Linked DNA regions of Anas platyrhynchos: region 2 is linked to region 1. The links are chromatin contacts, called in public Hi-C maps. All regions are on one chromosome and are shown on one strand. The core of a region is the stretch at or near the end of the contact, and the rest is flanking DNA. Distances in the headings are between cores, read along the strand shown. Region 1 overlaps FRMD4A (FERM domain containing 4A). Region 2 overlaps FRMD4A (FERM domain containing 4A).

Region 1 (5,019 bases), core at 1,886-4,385:
ACACACACACGCGTCGTCACACATGGTAAGCACCCCTCAGGTGCTCACCCCCCCTCTCGCACACACACACATAAACTCACACTTTCCTTACACACACACAGTCTCACAAACACATTTATTTACACACTTTTTATTTATTCACCGACGGCCACACTCCCTCCCTCTCCCCCGTCCCCAGCCCAGAAGATGGCGCCCGCCCGCAGCCCGCGCAGCCGCTGCCGCCCTCTTCGGGCGGGAAGCGCGAACGGCGCTTTTTCAGCACAAAATTAAGATTTTTCCTTCTAAATACCAAGCGCTTTCTCATTTTAACAGCTGCAGATTTCCTCCTGTCAACCACAAGAGCTATTTGGAGGGGGGTTTTACCTCAGAACCTCAAAGTCCAGAGATGAAACCCAAGCATGCAGCTTTTAAGGGGATTCATAACTTGAGGGCAGAGGTTTGGGGGCAACACAATGCCAACTGCTTTTTCAGAGCTTCACTTTTCTCATTTCCAGCCAAAATTCAAAATCCTGAGTGCCCAGAGTCCTTACCTTGTAGATGCAGGACTTGGCGTTCAAGAAAAACAGCTCGATGGTGGCATTGTCCTTCAGATAGGAGATGCTTTCAATGTAGAACCTGGAAGGGGGCAAGCAAGAGAGGTGAGACACATGGGGGACTAGGGCAAAACATGAAAATTTACTCATCACATGAAAAGAAGTGGTCAATGGAGTCGTGATGCGTCTACTGAAAATGAAGTTTCTTTGTTTGTGGCAGAAACGTCATTTGTTGATGAAAGAGGCTCGTGCGTGCTATAGGACATGAGCACTCAACACCACCCAAGACATACTGAAGCAACTGAATCATCAAGTGGTTTATTTTGTTTCTAAGTAGCTCTTTGTTTTATTTTTTATACTTTAAATAATCCTTTATTCTGTTTGTTTGCAAACTCCTCTTCATTCTCCATCACATTTTGGCACTTTTTCTTTGCCCCTTTACTCTTCCTATCCATTTTTGTGCTGTCGATCTGCCACACATAAAATGTTCACTGCCAGAAATCCACTTCTGTGTTTCCTCTCTGTCCACTTCAGCTCGTCCCAAGGCACATTTTATAATGGCTTTTTATATATTTTTTCGTGGGTAGCATGCAACATCTATAATTACAGAGTAATTAACCAGCAGTAGTTAAGGACCTCACACAATTTAACAGTACCATGGGTAGTGATGCTGGGGATAACAATAATCTATTTTTTAGCAGAGTGAGATGATTTCTCAGAACTCAGTAAAAATCTGCCCAATCCAAACCCTCCATGTTCAAAAAACCCAGTCTATTGCATTGACTGATTACCCCAAATATTTGCAATTACATTGAAAGTCCATTGTATGTATGAAAGATCCTTTGGCAGTGAACTCTAGTTTTGCCACCAGCTTGAATAGAATCCAGCCCTTAATTCTGCCTTGTGACCTTTTGGGGTAAAAATCCCAGGATAAAAATAAGTGCAAGATATATCATCAAATTTAATATCAAACCATTACATATGAGTATGCTGTATGCTTTTAGGATTCCTGTAGTAAGAGACAGCCTATTCAGGTAGTGATTAAGGTCATTGTTTTGTTTAGTTCATGTTTTAAGTGAGGAAAAAAATACATCTCTCTGCCCACTCTGTTTCAGAGTGATCTTTAAGTTTCAGTACAGTGACAGCAATGTTCCTTACATAAATTCCACTACTATCGTGCATTGTCAGAGGCAATTAGAATAGGGAAGGTGCCAGGGAAATGCTGTCTGTATTAGGAACTTAAAAAAAAACACGACAAATACCTTAGAAATCTGTGTAGAGATGCGGAGTCCAGTTACAGAGAAATCTTACTCCGTGACCCCGCTGTCTGGGAGTGAAGCTATGAGACCTGCTGAAACTCTTGGGGCTTCACACAAGCATTAAAGGGATTGTCTGTGTTCAGTTGTTTGTAGAATCGAGGGCCTTAAATGTAACCTTCTCAGGGCTAAAGGTCAAAGCTTTGTAGTGCTCCTAGGTGTCTTCTGAAGACCCTTCAAAACAGTTTATTTCCTGACAAGTACAGCCAACTACATACTCAAATGAAATATTTTGAGCTTTTTATGTTTATCTGCTGAGATGCTCCTGCAATTACCCATCCCCCCCCCCCCCCAGAGCAGTTCAAATGAGATTTTTTTTAAAAAGGAAAATAAAAAAGAAAACATGTGAACATAGGAACCATCAAGCATAAAAATTCAACTTTATGTATTTATTTATTTGGCTTCCCCTGGGTTTCACCTCCTGTCCTTGAAGCAGGTGATGGTCAGATCTTTAATTCCAGGGTCAGAAAAAAGAAGGAACATTTACTCTATTTTCAAGTCCCAGTGAAGGTTAGCAGAAACACACTTTTTTGTTTCATCAGTGGATCAAATGAGACCATCCTCATCATCACTAGAGGGCAATATTGCATTTTCTTTCTGCTGCACGGCTCTTTCCCAAGGCTTTCCACATAGACACATGCCCAGATCATTTTCTGTACAAAATTGAGTCTCTCCGAGCACAGAGCCTGCACATGATACTTCATCTTCAACAAGAAAACACAATTCTCAAGTGATCTCCGGCGTGGAGAGTGTGCAGGGGAGCTACTGGCTCTCACACATGCACCCAGGCAAATACAAAGCATGTGCACCAGGAAATTGGTGCTACTTAAAAGAAAACAGATTTACGGAGAGAAGTCTTGGGGGATTTGCTGTGTGGCAAGCTCAGAAAACCTGAACTGGAGCAGACTGCCTTGAATTCACAGCCTGAAAGGCCTGTTTTTTTTTTTTTTTTTTTTTTTTTTTTTTTTTTTTTATTTTTTTATTTTATTTATTTATTTATTTATTTTTTCGCACTGATGGTGAATCTGTCAGACCTCCTCCTGTTACCACCTCTTCCAAATGCACCGCGGTTTAAAACGACCCATGGCAGCGCCTAAGGAAGCAGGAAGAAAGCTCCAGCTGCTAAGGCAATGAACCAAGCGAGAGATCTGGGTTAAATTCCTGACTCTGACACAGGTTTCCTTCGTGACCTTCAGCAAATCATGTAGCTGTTCGGGACTGTTGTGTCGAGTTTGGAAAATACTCCTCCCTCCTTTGACCCCCTGCGTCTGTTTTGCCTATTAAGATTATCAGCCCATTCCTATTGCACGGAGGGGCAGCTATTAGGTTTCTGTCGAGGACTCCCTGGGGAGCAGCATTCCTCCATGTGCTCTGAAGCTGATATATCCAGGAAATAAGGACGGGCTGGACAGAGATGCAGACGGTACCGTGTGTCTGACGCCTTAACTCTGCTACCTGCGGCACTGAGAATGCAACCAGCAAACAGCTTTGCCTCAAACGGCTCCTACGGGAAGTTCCCTGATAGCCAGCAACTGTTGCTTTGAGAAATGAGGTGCCTGCAAGAAGGGTTAACCCCCCCCCAAAGATTATGTGTGTGTTAAAAGCAGAGAAATCAGTTTGGAAAAGGTTTCAAACGTAAAGAAGGGAGATCAGCCAACGTTAGTCTATCTCTGAGTTTCTCCTTATCTTTCCCCCTCTCCTCCCTTAGCCCCAGTCACTTATAATTCATCCAATCTATTTTCTAACCATTAATTAAATGGACCAGGAAATATTATGCTGGGTAATGGACACAAAGTGCCTATCTTGCGTGCTCCCTCTCAGCGGCAGGAAGATAGCAACGAGGATGGCAGAAAGCATCTTGGAAGACTTCAGAAGCTGCAGCATCAGAGACATCTCCGTCTTCCAGCTGCGAGGACGAGCCTTGTGCTGATCAGATGGCTCGGCATGAAGTGTTGGTTAACTGGCAACTCGCTCTGACACAGCTTGATGCCGCAATGAATGGAGATTCCCATCGCAGCCAGCCAACAACAGGCGGTTACGCAGCGGTGCTTGTGAGAAGCAGCTGTGGAAACTCCTGATCTTTGGGTGATGGGAACTTGGTATTGCTGTAATTTCCCCCTTGCACCACACAGATGCTCACCTTCGACTTGTAGCAGAGAGAAATGCCCAAGCCTTGACTCACCATCAAAGCAAGACAAGTGTGATGCCCTCTTGCTTTAGCAGCAGAGCTGGATTGACCAGTGCTCCCCGTTTCCACACAGCAAAAGAAAGGGTAAAATAAAAACAAGAAAGGGTAAAAATTTAGCATCGCCCCTACCACAGCTCTGGACATAACCAGAACTTGGCCATCTATCACCTCGCAGGGACCGGGCTCTGGGCAGTGTAATTCCCAACTTACAGTTGTAAGCTCTGAGATCACAAGCCAGTGTATTTATTTCCAAGTAGAACATGCCAAAAGATAACAGTATTTCACCGTGGCCTTAAACACAATGATATATCAAAGCATGACCACAGCAAATGGATGTCTTATCTATCTCACGTGGATCTGCCCTGGGGCAGCGAAATCATCCTAGCTCCTCTGAAGTTTGACTCCGGTGACAGCTGGTGTAAAAAGCTTTTATCCAACAACAAAAATCCAACAACAAAACCTTTTTTTTTTTTTTTTTTTTTTTTTTTTTTTTTTTAACCAAAAAGAAACACCTTAAAATGAGGAAGATGTAATCAGAGGAAGGCTGAGGGTGGCCCCAGAGGCAGAGGAGGGTGAGAGAGATGCCTCTGTGCATCCAAAGGGAGGTGAGCAGTGCCCGGCAGTGATGGGGAGGCTGAGGATGGCACTGAGGCTGCTGGTCAAGGTGACCGGGACTGATAACGGGGTGGGAGTGATTTGTGGGAGGGCTCCTGCCTTTGTTAAGGGGCAGGAGCTGAGTGCATAGTGTTGGCAAAAGGGATTCCTTTCCTTCCAGCCCCGTGACACTGCACCTGTGCAGGGAGACAAAATACCTCTCTTGGGCCTCCTATGAAAAGGAAAAAAAATAAAATAAAACAGAATAAGAACCTCAAGCAACTCTTCTTTCCCTTGCTAATATATATATATATATATATATATATATATTTTTTTTTTTTCCATGAAAAAGGAAAATAAAGGGGAAAGCCAGTTGTCATGGAAAATG
Region 2 (5,387 bases), core at 375-2,874, 51 kb after region 1:
GGGACTGCCACGCAGTCCGAATGTGGTCCTCATTTCTACTACTCATTTCCACGAGCCTTTCCTAAGCAATAGCAGGAAGCCTGGTCTGCAATTTCTCTTTTCAAGAGGGAGAAAAGTGATTTTAATTTGGCAGAAGGCTTCTGGCGTAGGCTGCCTTCTAAAATATGACAAGGCAGAAGGACAAATGCTTCTCACTACAATGCACCGAAACCCAACACAGAGCACTGCTGCCATCCAGATTGGTTCCTGTGATGGAAAGGCTACTTGGTGCCCTGGAGCAGGAGAGGCCAGTTGTAAGCCAGATGCTTTTTCCTTAGAAAGAAGACCCAGCCATAACTTCAGAGGTTTGCAATCTTTTAGCAGAATTTCTGTAGGAGAACTAAGATGTCACATTTTCAACAAAATGGGAGCAACTCGGTAGCAAATAGAGCTTTGGACCCCAAAGCACAGGCCCAGGAGAGATCTTGTAGCTGTGGATAGCGGTGATGTGAATAGCGGCAGCGCTGTTGGTGATGCATAACCTGGCACCAGCTACTAAAGCAGTGTGGGTTTCCCTGGTATGGAAGTGTTCCACATCTCTGTGAAATACACACATGGCAAACAGCTGGATGAAGGGCCAGAAAATTATATTTTCTGCCAGCAATGATGCAGCATCTCCTTCAGGTTCTTTAGGACAAGAGGAATGTATTGCAAGCAAGACCTTTGGCTTTCCCTGCAAGCATCTTTATCCCACCCCTTGAAAAACCCATGACCATACCCCACAAATTAGGGAAAGGAGATGAAATTTCTGAAAACATGGTTGCATCTGCAGCTCTTAAAACCTCTCCAGCCCTTCAGGAGGGAAGAGCTGCTGTTCTTTTGAGGAACTTGACGTTACCCAAGGGGACCCAGTGTGAGCAGGATGTGTTTGAGAGGGGCAACCTCAAACGTTGCTATCATTTCTACAAACACACAGCAAAGGAGAAAGAAAACAACATCAGTAATTAGGCGGAAAGAGTCCTCCTCAAGAAGGAGGGATGGTGGGTACGTTGGGATGGGCTTGGTGTGACCCACCAACTGTGCAAGTGCCATCGGGGAGCGATGGGATGAACATTAAGGAGAGCTGCAGACTGGGTGACCTGGCGACTTCCCTGCTTTGTCCTGAGAGTTGACAAAAGAGTTCCTGGCCTGCCCAGGGGCTCTGAGCTTCCTGAGGGCTTCAGGCAGTGTTTTCCAGCTCCCAGCTCCCCCCCGGGACATCCGCACAGGTTGTTTCTCATGCCGTCTGCAAACAGCCATCAGCAAAAACGCTCTGATTCAGCAAGGCACAGAGCGGCGCACATAAATCCCTTTTATTTCAGTGTGACATAAGCAAGTGTTTAAGTGGCTTACTGTATCCGAGCTGAAATGAAAAACCGTTTCCTACGGTCCTTAAGTCCATTTACAACGTCAAGCAATAACTCTCAGGCGAACTTTAAAGCCGGGAACGCCGCTTCTTAACCTCAAAACACTCGGTGCTTGAGCCGTGTAGTTAGAATTAAATCTAATTCCAACGCCGCGTCTTAAAGTGAGCAGGGCAGTACCCAGCAGACGCCTAAATCACCGCTCCGAGAGCGGCTGGCCACAGAGGTCTGCTCTCAGCTATATCCTGAGATAAGAAAGCCCTTTCCTGGCCGGGCCGGCTTCCTCACTGGAGTGAAGGTTGTGCTGTTTTATGTCACGTATTGTTTTGTTTCTTTAAAATAATACAGATCCCAATCTTCTCAGATGGAAAGGAAACCAGGACACCGCGCACCCTCTCTGCTTTCTGAAGCTGATGCAGAGGAGGGCATTCCCAGCGCGTGCTGTTTTACCACGTTTGACTCTTTCTCCCACGTAACTCTTGCTGTTCCCTTTCTCGACTAGAAAATAACAATTGGCAGCTTAAAAATATATCAGCTTCTGAGCCTTGCCCCCACTGCCTACCAGAGATCGTTGAGCTCTGGAGCTCCCATAGACCAGGGAGAGGTGACCCAGGGCTTTTGATCTAGAGGATTCACTGGCCACAGATATCTTAAACCTTACATTTTGTAACCCCTCCTGCATTCAGAAAAACTGTTCTGCTCCTGTCTTGATAAACCTTGTCTCAGCTGGCCCAATGCAGACACTTGCTTTGGGTCAATGTTTTTAGGTCAAGGACATGCCAGAGCTCTTGGGATGGCTCTATTGTACAAACAAATTTTAAATGAGTCATGTGGCAAGCTGTTTGCACCCAGCATCGCAGAGCATCTTTAGGTGAGGTGAAACCACTTGGTCCATGTGAAACCATTGCAGCCAGACAGTCCCATCCTTCGGGAAGTGATGGGCACGCAGCTCGGGCAACCCACGGCTTTATCCTCCTGTACTGACTGTGGGATATGCTATTCATCCCTACTCCAAAGTATTGCCCAAGGGCTGCAAAAGGGGATCAAAGTGTCAGTATCAGCAAAAAAAAACCATAACAAAAGTAAAACTCCTTATCCATATGTTCATCAGGCATGACGGGTACACAATTTTCCTCGTTACAAGCTTCCCAGATAAAACTCCAGATAACTTTCATCGCATGCGATCTTCTCCTGGGCTAACTCGGCTCAGCTATGCTGTACAAAGAACATCTTTATTCACAGAGTCACAGGATCATCTAGGTTTGAAAAAACCTTCAGGATCATTGAGTCCAATGATCAGCCTCACCTACCGAGTGCCATCACTAAACCATGACCCTTAGTGCCATGACCTCATAAATACCTCCAGGGATGGGGACTCCACTGCTTCCCTGGGCAGCCCATTTCAATACTTGGTCACTTTCTCATGAAGAAATTCTTCTTAATACTCATTCTAAATCTCCCCTGTTTTATGTTGTATTTCTTTTTCCTAGGGTAAAGTTATTCTCTAGATATAAGCACTTTAAGGTAACGAATGCTCTTTCACCCCATGCATGCACAGCATATACTGGAAGAGCTCCTGCTCTGCTTGCTATGCACAAAGGACATAGTATGGTCTAAGGGAAAAGGATCTAAATTAGTTGTCAGGGCTCTCCTCTACCAGTAATGGACTTGCAGCCTTTTATAAGTCACACCAACCTCTCCTCGGGGACTCCTGGTCACCTTCTGGTTCACTCCCTGCTCCGTACTGCGGCAAGCACCATGAGTCATCAGCATAATAATGACTGTGCGGTACTAATGCACGTAGCAATCGATTATTACTATTTTTCCCAAAGATGTTAGAATGTCTGTTAAGCTCTCCTACATCTGACTTTTAATTCCTTGTAAGTATACATATATCTATATTTTTGGTACAGCTTCGCACTTCAAACGTGGCATATTTTCAGCAAACTGTTCCAGATATCACTCATTTGTGCACGCAGACAGGGTGGTAATTACATGAGAGCATCCAAGTCTCCTGGGAAAACATTTGTAGGAGGCTTAGTTTAGTTATGGAAGAGAACAGAGATTTATTTGTTACTGAAACTTGTGAGATTTGCTGCAGAAAATATATATATATATAAAAAAATCAATGTAGGTTCATAGGAAGATGACCGAAGTGACCCAAGGCACTAGAAAGCAGTAGTATGCATGAAATATTTTTAAAGGACAAATTAAGATTTAAGGCTTAAAGTGTCCTTTTAGTGCTTATTGAGTCTCTTGTACTTACTGTATCAACCACTACTTCGAGGTGTGAGCGGTGATTGCCCGGATCAATCGAGCCAAGGCACTGGGCTGTGCATCACTCAGCTGTTCTGTAGCAGAGCGGGTCAATAGTCTGCACTAAACAGTGTTATATATAATACATAATGGAAAACACACTTGCAAAAGTCATTCCAGGCATGAAAAAAAAAAAACTAATCTGTGCACATAATTGCCTTTTTTTTTTTCTTTTCTTTCCTTTTCGCTTTGAATAACACTGTGAGAACTGATATGCTTCCAGTGCAGGACCATGTCACCAAGTCGTTTCCAGCCATGGCTACTCAGCAGCCTTGGCAAACATCAGATTCTACAAACCAGGGCTACAGGAAAGGGACATCTTCCATGGACACGGGTGGGGGCATCTCCCCAAACACCTGGCTGGGTGCTGGGTCCATCCTGCCTTTCCCTGTCCTGACAGCTCCCAGCGCTGAGCTTGCTGAGGACCACTTTGGGCTCAAGCACCCCTAGGACACATGACCTGCACTTTTACACCCCCATTCATCTTCTGAGTGATTCCATGATTTTGCATCACCTGTGCTGGGAGTGCTTTGCCTGTTAGTGCAGAAAAACTCTAGGGACAGAGGGCAAGAGTTAGAAACGGGTCCTTTCTGCATGAAGACACCCATGGAATAATAAATATGGTCATCCTGTAATCTATGAAAGAGAGGAACCAGAAATAAACCTCTCTACCTGAGCTTTTCTCCCAGGTGCCTCTGCCTTTTAAGAGCAGGGGAAGGATGCTCTGTTCTGGAAGAAAACACAGCAGCTCTTTAATACTGTGCAGAATCGATGAAGAAGAGCTGAGATGAAGAGGGAACAGCCTGATGCAATGTCTGCAAACTCAGCGGCTGGACCCAATACCCCAGGGCCCAGCTCTCTGAGGATGCGATGCCCGTTTTGGAACAGCTTTCTGCCATGTAGGCAATTGGCAGTGCTGGCAAGGGGACACCAGGGAAGAGAGGACACTGCCCGGTACCTCTGCATTTACAAATCACCCCCAGATTCTCTGTTGGTGTCCCAGGAGCATTTCAGAAAGCGTTTCCTGGGGTGCAGTGCAGATTTTTTATTTATTTAAAAATTTCCACCCCACTTTTTAAGTCTTTCCAGTTCAGAGTAGCGAGAGGCTGTGGAAATTGCCTTGGCAAGCTGTTTGTTTTCCAGCGTGTTTCTACCCTGTGCTGGGTGTGTGTGCGTGCGTGAGGCAGGCCCTGCATCTCATTAGGCATCCCCTAAATCATCCGTGTCCCCCTGAGAGCACATTTCACTGGGAAACGCCAGCGCCCGGGCTCTCCCACGGCACACAAACACACGTGGCAGCCACGTGCTGTGATGATGGGCACCTCCAAAAAACCCAGCGGACAGCCAGGAGAGAGACCTTCCACACAGAGAAAGGACAAAACCAAGCTTTAAATATGGGAAGAGCTCGATCCACATCCTCCTCCTTAGGAGGGGTGCAAATTTCAGCTGCAGATTTTGTGCTGGCTCTCCGAGCTGCTCAGCTGGGGTGGTGGCTTTCCATCCTACATAAATTTCCTGGTGTGGAAGTAGCAGGGTCATTCTCCCGCAGCTCCCCCATCCACAAAGCAGTTGCTGGTGGCACCTGGTACAAAATATTTTGTCTCAGACGGACGGGATGCCAACAGTGCTGTGGTGTGTGTGGGGCGGCTGCAGCCGCGCTGGATCCCACGCGGTCAGGAAACCCAAACA

What was found. A called contact is a pair of places that touch in the nucleus more often than the background predicts.
Region 2: a contact with region 1 is called in a Hi-C map of small yellow follicle, with 3 times the contacts expected there. The contact joins two enhancer-like sites. A contact is called at or near these places in 2 of 8 Hi-C or Micro-C datasets (F5 follicle and small yellow follicle).

Annotation. Positions count from the first base shown.
Region 1 is chr1:7,255,661-7,260,679 of IASCAAS_PekinDuck_T2T, forward strand. FRMD4A (FERM domain containing 4A) reads right to left here. Exons shown (of 23, transcript XM_072024583.1): 5 at 531-615. Among named protein-coding and RNA genes, the nearest start is that of PRPF18, 91 kb to the left of the region's middle. Within about 2 kb of position 3,136, at least 3 of the 8 cell types and tissues checked have an H3K27ac peak or open chromatin away from gene starts, as enhancers often do. A contact at or near this core is called in small yellow follicle, where this site is marked.
Region 2 is chr1:7,308,482-7,313,868 of IASCAAS_PekinDuck_T2T, forward strand. The region is part of intron 1 of FRMD4A (FERM domain containing 4A); the gene reads right to left. Among named protein-coding and RNA genes, the nearest start is that of PRPF18, 140 kb to the left of the region's middle. Within about 2 kb of position 1,625, at least 3 of the 8 cell types and tissues checked have an H3K27ac peak or open chromatin away from gene starts, as enhancers often do. A contact at or near this core is called in small yellow follicle, where this site is marked.